Linked DNA regions of Macaca mulatta: region 1 is linked to region 2. A link is a contact called in public Hi-C data. All regions are on one chromosome and are shown on one strand. Each heading gives the region's core, a stretch centred on a gene start, on an enhancer-like site or on the middle of the called end of the contact. The rest is flanking DNA. Distances are from core to core; before and after follow the strand shown.

What was found. A called contact is a pair of places that touch in the nucleus more often than the background predicts.
Region 1: a Hi-C map of blood shows a contact between it and region 2, with 3 times the contacts expected there. The contact joins the promoter of SELENOH here to the enhancer-like site in region 2. A contact is called at or near these places in 6 of 14 Hi-C or Micro-C datasets (CD4 T cells, blood, fetal cortex germinal zone and 2 more).

Annotation. Positions count from the first base shown.
Region 1 is chr14:15,653,258-15,657,019 of T2T-MMU8v2.0, reverse strand. SELENOH (selenoprotein H) reads left to right here and starts at 1,887. Exons shown (of 4, transcript NM_001321341.1): 1 at 1,887-2,239; 2 at 2,329-2,474; 3 at 2,639-2,749; 4 at 3,381-3,623. The coding sequence starts at 2,118. The coding sequence ends at 2,739. TMX2 (thioredoxin related transmembrane protein 2) reads left to right here. Exons shown (of 8, transcript NM_001195759.1): 8 at 624-1,077. The coding sequence ends at 770.
Region 2 is chr14:15,593,898-15,597,549 of T2T-MMU8v2.0, reverse strand. The region is part of intron 6 of CTNND1 (catenin delta 1); the gene reads left to right. Among named protein-coding and RNA genes, the nearest start is that of CTNND1, 39 kb to the left of the region's middle. Within about 2 kb of position 2,394, at least 16 of the 40 cell types and tissues checked have an H3K27ac peak or open chromatin away from gene starts, as enhancers often do. A contact at or near this core is called in blood, where this site is marked.

The DNA of each region.
Region 1 (3,762 bases), core at 638-3,137, 60 kb before region 2:
CACTTTGGGAGGCCGAGGCTGGCAGATCACCTGAGGTCAGGAGTTCGAGACCAGCCTCACCAACATGGAGAAACCCCATCTCTACTAAAAATACAAAATTAGCCAAGTGTGCTGGCTTATGCCTGTAATCCCAGCTACTTAGGAAGCTGAGGCAGGAGAATCGCTTGAACCTGGGAGGCGGAGGTTGCAGTGAGCTGAGATTGCGCCATTGTGCTCCAGCCTGGGCAACAAGTGCGAAACTCCATCAGAAAAAAAAAAAAAAGATTTGGTCTCGAAGGCCCCTGCACATATTGTCTGTAGGTGTTAGGTTCCTTGTCAGTTAATTGGAGGTAATAACCCCTGGCTTACAGGATTGTTTTGCAGATTACATTAAATAATTTAGGTATATATAATTCTTGGCACAGTGAATAAATACCCATTGAATAGTTAAATACCCATTGGCACATAATGGGTATTTAACTATTAGTTGACTTTTCTGGGTACCTAAAAAAGAGGAAGGTTAGGGAAGATTTTTGTCCTTTGCTTACTCCTTCCTTTCCCAGACTGTGTAAAATGCCTTACTTCCCAGGCTCTTTACTCTCCCTTCCAACCCAGATCCTGATTTGTGCATCTCTTTTGTGCAGGAGAATGTGATCCGAGAATTTAACTTAAATGAGCTATACCAGCGGGCCAAGAAGCTATCAAAGGCTGGAGACAATATCCCCGAGGAGCAGCCTGTGGCTCCAACCCCCACCAGAGTGTCTGATGGGGAAAGCAAGAAGGACAAATAAGATCCTCACTTTGGCAGTGCTTCCTCTCCTGTCAATTCCAGGCTCCTTCCATAACCACAAGCCTGAGGCTACAGCCTTTTATTTATGTTTTCCGTTTGGCTGTGACTGGGTGGGGCGGCAGGGTGCTGCTTCTGATTTTACAGAGGCATCTAGGGAATTGTCAGGCACCCTACAAGAAGGCCTGCCATGCGGTGGCCAGCTGTTCACTGGAGCAAGAAAGAAAGAGATCTCCTATGATGGAGGGGAAATGGTTTTCCTCCAAGCTTGGGTCAGTGTGTTATCAACTATTCAGACATCTCCATGGTTTCTCTATGAAACTATGGTTTCATTATTCCTTCTTACTCGACCTGCAGAGCCTGGTTAGACCTAGATTTAACCCTAAGCTAGGATGCTGGGGTATAGAAAGCTAAGAATTTTCCCTCAAGGACTCTTGCTTCCTTAAGCCCTTCTGGCTTGGTTTATGGTCTTTACTAAAAGCATAAGCCTAACTTTGTCACTAGTCCTAAGGAGAAACCTTTAACCACAAAGTTTTTTTTATCATTGAAGACGATATTGAACAACCCCCTGTTTTGTGGGGATTGAGAAGGGGTGAATAGAGGCTTGAGACTTCCCTTTGTGTGATAGGACTTGGAGGAGAAATCCCTTGGACTTTCACTAACCCTCTGACCTACTCCCCACACCCAGTTGATGGTTTTCCACAATAAAAAGATTGGGATTTCCTTTTGATTGCACCTTTGTGTGTTCCTGTACTAGAAAAGCCTGGCAACTGCAGAGGAATTGCCCATCTTGACGTCAAAGGTCATCCTATTCGGTTTTACCAAAGGCCGGGCATTGATCCCCAGGATTGGCAAGAGTTGCAGAAGGCCAGTTTCCATAAGCCTAGAATAGGGGCCACTGTTAGGTGGTGGGTTTAGTTTGGGATTGGTTCGCAGTTGCCAGGGAGGAGAGTTTGGCGACGGATCGTTGCACACAACATGTAGCGCGACGCAAAGGTACAGAAAAGACGGCGCGTGAAGCGAGGCTTGCAATAGGACCCTTGTCTCCGCCCCTTCCTGCTGTGTTCACCATCCCAGCGTCCCCTGTCTCGTCGACCCGAAGCGATGGGTGGTTCCGTCAGGCGCTTCCCGCACCTCCCCTCTCCCTGCTTGCAAAGTGGTTGTGCCCCAAGGTCCGCCTCCAGGCCACGTGGGCGCTGCGGACCACGCTTTCCGTTCCTTGGGGAGAGGTTTCCGCTGTAGGAGGGTAGCTTCCGGGCTGCGGTCTTCGCTGCCCACTTCCAGCTCAGTGGTCGCGTCTTTGCACCCCACCCACCAGGCCTGCTGCATTCTCGGCCAGGTTCTAGGCGCCATGGCTCCCCGCGGTAGGAAGCGGAAGGCTGAGGCCGCGATGGTCGCCGCAGCCGAGAAGCAAGAGAAGCTGGCGAACAGCGGGGAGGGAATGGAGGAGACAACCGTTGTTATCGAGCATTGGTGAGGGGCCTGGAGAGTAACCGGGGAGAGGGAATAGTGGCGCGGCGGGGCCAGAGGCCCCGGTCTCTAACCTCCCCTTCTCTCCCTAGCACGAGCTGACGCGTCTATGGGCGCAACGCCGCGGCCCTGAGTCAGGCGCTGCGCCTGGAGGCCCCAGAGCTTCCAGTAAAGGTGAACCCGACCAAGCCCCGGAGGGGCAGCTTCGAGGTGACGCTGCTGCGCCCGGACGGCAGCAGTAAGTGGGGACGTGGGTGTGGGGGAGAGGGGCGGAGGGGAGAGGGACGTGGATTCCGAAGAGAGGAAGCGCTGTTCTCAGAAACCGCGGCAGTCTCATGACTTCAGAGACGTGCGGGTGGATTCCGAAGTATTGTAACTTCACTTCATTCTGTCCTTTCGCAGGTGCGGAGCTCTGGACTGGGATTAAGAAGGGGCCCCCACGCAAACTCAAATTCCCTGAGCCTCAAGAGGTGGTGGAAGAGTTGAAGAAGTACCTGTCGTAGGGAGATTTGGGTAGAAGTCCTCATGCTGAGGTTTGAAATGGGAAGTGGGGGGCGCGGCCGCTGTTGAGGAAGAGAAGGGATTAATCTTGGTGTGGCTACAAGTACCCACCTGGCGTGGGTAGCTCACGCCTGCAGTCCCAGCACTCTGGGAGATCGAGGCAGGAGTGAATGGCCAACATAGGGAGACCCCGTCTATTTGAGAAAAAAAAAAAAAAGACACAATACTGTTTTCTATCTAGTGTGCCCTAAGTGCAATTTGTCATTTGGAAGACTGTAGTTGACTGTTGCCCTGGGGGTATGGACAAGTTTTCCATTTGGAAGTTTATTTCATGCTACTTCATTTATGTTTATCGCTACACTCTTCTGTTTGGTTCTAGGGTGTTCTGTTACTGTCCCCTGTGTTAACACTGTACTACAATACCATCACATTTGGTTACAAGGATTTTGACCTTGTCTTTGTCCCTAGTGCTTCATACAGTGTTTTGGCATGTTCTGCACTTATGTTGAGTGAGATTTGGAGGAAGGATGCAATCCTTGAGCTCCAGGGTTTGTGAGTTCAAGGGTTGGAGAACCTGTCTTCCTCAGTCCTTATCATTGCCTGGATCCTTTCTCTAACCTTATTTTCCTTCTCATTTTTGCAGCTTTGTGTCCCTGGTGATGCTGGAACATTAATGATGGAACATGGCCAAACTTCAGTCATGTGCCTGAAGCCATGGTTTCTACCCCGCCAGAAATGATGGTTCAGTTGTGAGGCAACCCTCTAGTAAGGCATTGCAAAAGTTACTGGATTTGGTTTAATAAAAGTTGAAATAAAGTATTTGAGTAATAGAGTAAAACTTAATCTTAAGGGATGGACAAAGCCAGCCTTGTGGAGTTGGTAGTCCTTGTGTTTTTCATAGCCCAAGATAGCCATATGACCTGGAACTTTAAAAAAAAAAAATTTTTTTTAAGAGCCAGAGTCTCACTTCGTCACCCACACTGGAGTATAGTGGTGCTCTCTGCAACCTCTTGTCTTCCAGGTTC
Region 2 (3,652 bases), core at 1,145-3,644:
TCTGGTGATCCACCCGCCTTGGCCTCCAAAAGTGCTGGGATTACAGGCGTGAGCCACCACGCCTGGTCCACAAGTTGTTTTCTATAATTTGAATATATGGGCCAGGCACAGTGGCTCATGCCTGTAATCCCAGCGCTTTTGGAGACCTACGTAGGTGGCTCACCTGAGGTCTGGAGTTCAAGACCAGCCTGACCAACATGGAGAAATCCCGTCTTTACTAAAAATACAAAATTAGCTGAGCATGGTGACACATGCCTGCAATCCCAGCTACTCAGGAGGCTGAGGCAGGAGAATCATGTAAACCCGGGAGGCGGAGGTTGTGGTGAGCCAAGATCGTGCCATTGCACTCCGGCCTGGGCAACAAGAGCGAAACTCCATCTCAAAAAAAAAAGAAAACAACTTGTGATTGTTATTAGTCTGTGTCCTGAAGACTGAATTTTGCTTCTGCTTCTATGCTCAAGTTTTTGCTGTTTCTGGCTAAGATGTGACCCCTTTTTGGTGTTAGGCAGAGGATTCTGATGTCTGGGGCCATGGAATTCTTGCTCACTTCTTCTTGGGAATTTCTATTTAGCTTCTGGTTTGGTATTAAGAACAGAGTCAGTCGGGCATGGTGGTTCACACCTGTAATCCCAGCACTTTTGGAGGCTGAGGCGGGCAGATCACGAGGTCAGGAGATCAAGATCATCCTGGCTAACATAGTGAAACCCTGTCTCTACTAAAAATACAAAAATTAGCCGCGTGTGGTGGCTCGTGCCTGCAGTCCCAGCTACTCAGGAGGCTGAGGCAGGAGAATCACTTGAACCCGGGAGGCAGAGGCTGCAGTGAGCCAAGATGCCGCCACTGCACTCCAGCCTGGGCAACAGAGTGAGACTGTCTCAAAACAAAACAAAACAGAGTTGAAGGTTTTAGGAATACAGGACCAAAAGAGACAGTTAAGGATATATATAAGAACTTTCTTGTGGTGTTTTTAATCCCAAAGTTAAAAACAAACTTTGACCTCACAAGGGCCTTGACATTCTGTGCTTAGGGTCTTATTATTTGATTGTAAAGTGAAATTGTGGTGGCATCCTTGAGTGGGGGTTGGGGGGTACGTTAGCAACACTCTGAAAGGTCACTAAGCAGCTGCCTACTCTGACTTTACTACTTGTCCCTGGAGATTTCTTTGGTGATGTGAAAAAAGGAGTGATTGATGTTTGGACTGGTATATGGTTTGCCTTGTTGCCTTGAGAGAATGCTTTAGAATGGGGTCGACAGACCCCTGGAAAGGACCATGTAGAACTATTTTAGGCTTTGCAGGCCATGTATCATCTTTGTCATATGTTGTTGTTCTTTTTTTCAAACAATCTTTTAAAAATATAAAAAGCATTCTGGGGGTGTACAAAAACAGGTTTGGCCCATGGGCTGCCAATGCTGCTTCAGAATAAATTAGAAACAGTGTTTTCCACGCAAAGAGAAATGATAAGAAACAAGGGATGCCGGGCGCGGTGGCTCAAGCCTGTAATCCCAGCACTTTGGGAGGCCGAGGCGGGCGGATCACAAGGTCAGGAGATCGAGCCCACAGTGAAACCCCGTCTCTACTAAAAATACAAAAAATTAGCCGGGCACGGTGGCGGGCGCCTGTAGTCCCAGCTACTCAGGAGGCTGAGGCAGGAGAATGGCGGGAACCCGGGAGGCGGAGCTTGCAGTGAGCCGAGATCACGCCACTGCACTCCAGCCTGGGCAACAGCGTGAGACTCCGTCTCAAAAAAAAAAAAAAAAAAAAAAAGAAGGGATGATTTATGGTTGTCTTGATGGTAAGGATATCCTAGCAGCTGTTGCTGAATTTCTCTATATGGGGTCATGACCTTTTAAAGCAAATGCCTTGGTGCTAATTTTCTTCATATATTAGGTAGCTTTGGTTAAGAGTGAACAGGGCTGGGCCCAGGGGTAGAGGCCCCATTATCTAAGACTGAGTCACTCACCTTTCAGGTGTCTTGGATAGCTAATCCAACTCCCATGTGAGTCATTTTTATTCCTCCAGGAGCACCAGACCTCGGCTGGTGCAACCTAGAACAGTGGTAGATAACAGCCATCATTGAAGCAGTCTGTCCAGGGTGTTGGCTCTACTGCAAGTCTGCTTTTTCTGACTTCCTCATTAGTAAAGAGTGATTGGACCCAGATGGGTGTGGGTGGCCAGGTCATTCTCTGCCGTCCCTAGTTGTGCTAGTTCACATAGAGTTTTGGGCCGTTCTTGGGTTTGTTCCAGGGTAGCAATGGACTTGGAAACCTGCTTGACTAGCAAGAATATTTGCTGCTTCCTGTTCCAGGCTAGAAGAGTAATACGAGGTCAAACTTAAACAGTGAGGCAGTGATTAGTGGAAAAAGCACTGAACCCTGAGACCTTGGTTCTAGTTGTGCCTTTGCCACTAGCTAAGTAGCCTCAAGCAAGTCATTTGGTCTTCCTGGGCACAGCTTTGTTACTTGTAAAACAGAGGAAAGAATGCCCAATCCACTGCCTCTATATAGAAAAAGATATAAGATAGAGTTATTTGGAAATTTTGGTTATGGTAATTGTTCTTATAATTTTGTATATTAATAATAGAGGTTAAGCATGTTCAATACGGAGCCTGAAAAACCCAGAAAAGCATACCATCTATTAATAAAGAACCACTGTTAACATTTTGGTGCATATCCTTTGAGGTTTTTTTATTGTACATGTAACTGTATCCTATTTTCCCTCTACAAAAAGGGAATCTTAACATACTGCTCAATAGCCTACTTTTAAAACTTAGCTATCTAAGCTATTCATTTTGTTTCTGTGTTTGTTTGTTTGTTTGTTTTTTGAGATGGAGTCTTGCTCTGTTGCCCAGGCTGGAGCGCAGTGGTGCGATCTTGGCTCACTGCAACCTCCACCTCCTGGGTTCAAGTGATTCTCCTGCCTCAGCCTCCCAAGTAGCTGGGATTACAGGTGCCCACCACCACGCCCAGCTAATTTTTATATTTTTAGTAGAGATAGGGTTTTGCCATGTTGGCTATGCTGGTCTTGAACTTCTGACCTCAGGTAATCCGCCCACCTCAGCCTCCCAAAGTGCTGGGATTACAGATGTGAGCCACCACGCCTGGTCCTGTTTCCGTGTTATTTTAAGACCATCTTGGTCATGTTTTACTAAATACTTTGTCCATCTGAATCACTGTTGCATAGTTGATGTTGATACCTGTGAGGCAGCCCTTCTGCTCAGGGCAACTTTGAGTATTTGGTGACAGTGGGAGTGGTTTTGTAGAACAAACAACGGCTTATTTGGAGAGCTCCACACAATAGATTCTCCTCTCCTGTGGGAGCCAGAAGAGATGAGCTCACAGATAATGGGTTTCTTTCTTCCTGGTAGTTATGAATAAATAATAGTGTGACAGACTCACCCTCTAGTGGTTGTTGGTAGTACTGAAACAGGAAGAATTGTCTCCTGGTTTGATTTTTCTTACTTTCAATTGCTTTCTCTGTTCCTAGTGGCTGGGCTTCCCAAATGTGATGTTGGTGAATAGGCTCAATTTTGAAAGAACTGGAGGTACTGTCTTTAGAAATTGGAGGATGGAATCTTACCACTAACACATTTGTTGAGTAGCAGACATGACCTTGGGATGACTGTGAAAATTACTTTTCAAGTTTATACCTCAT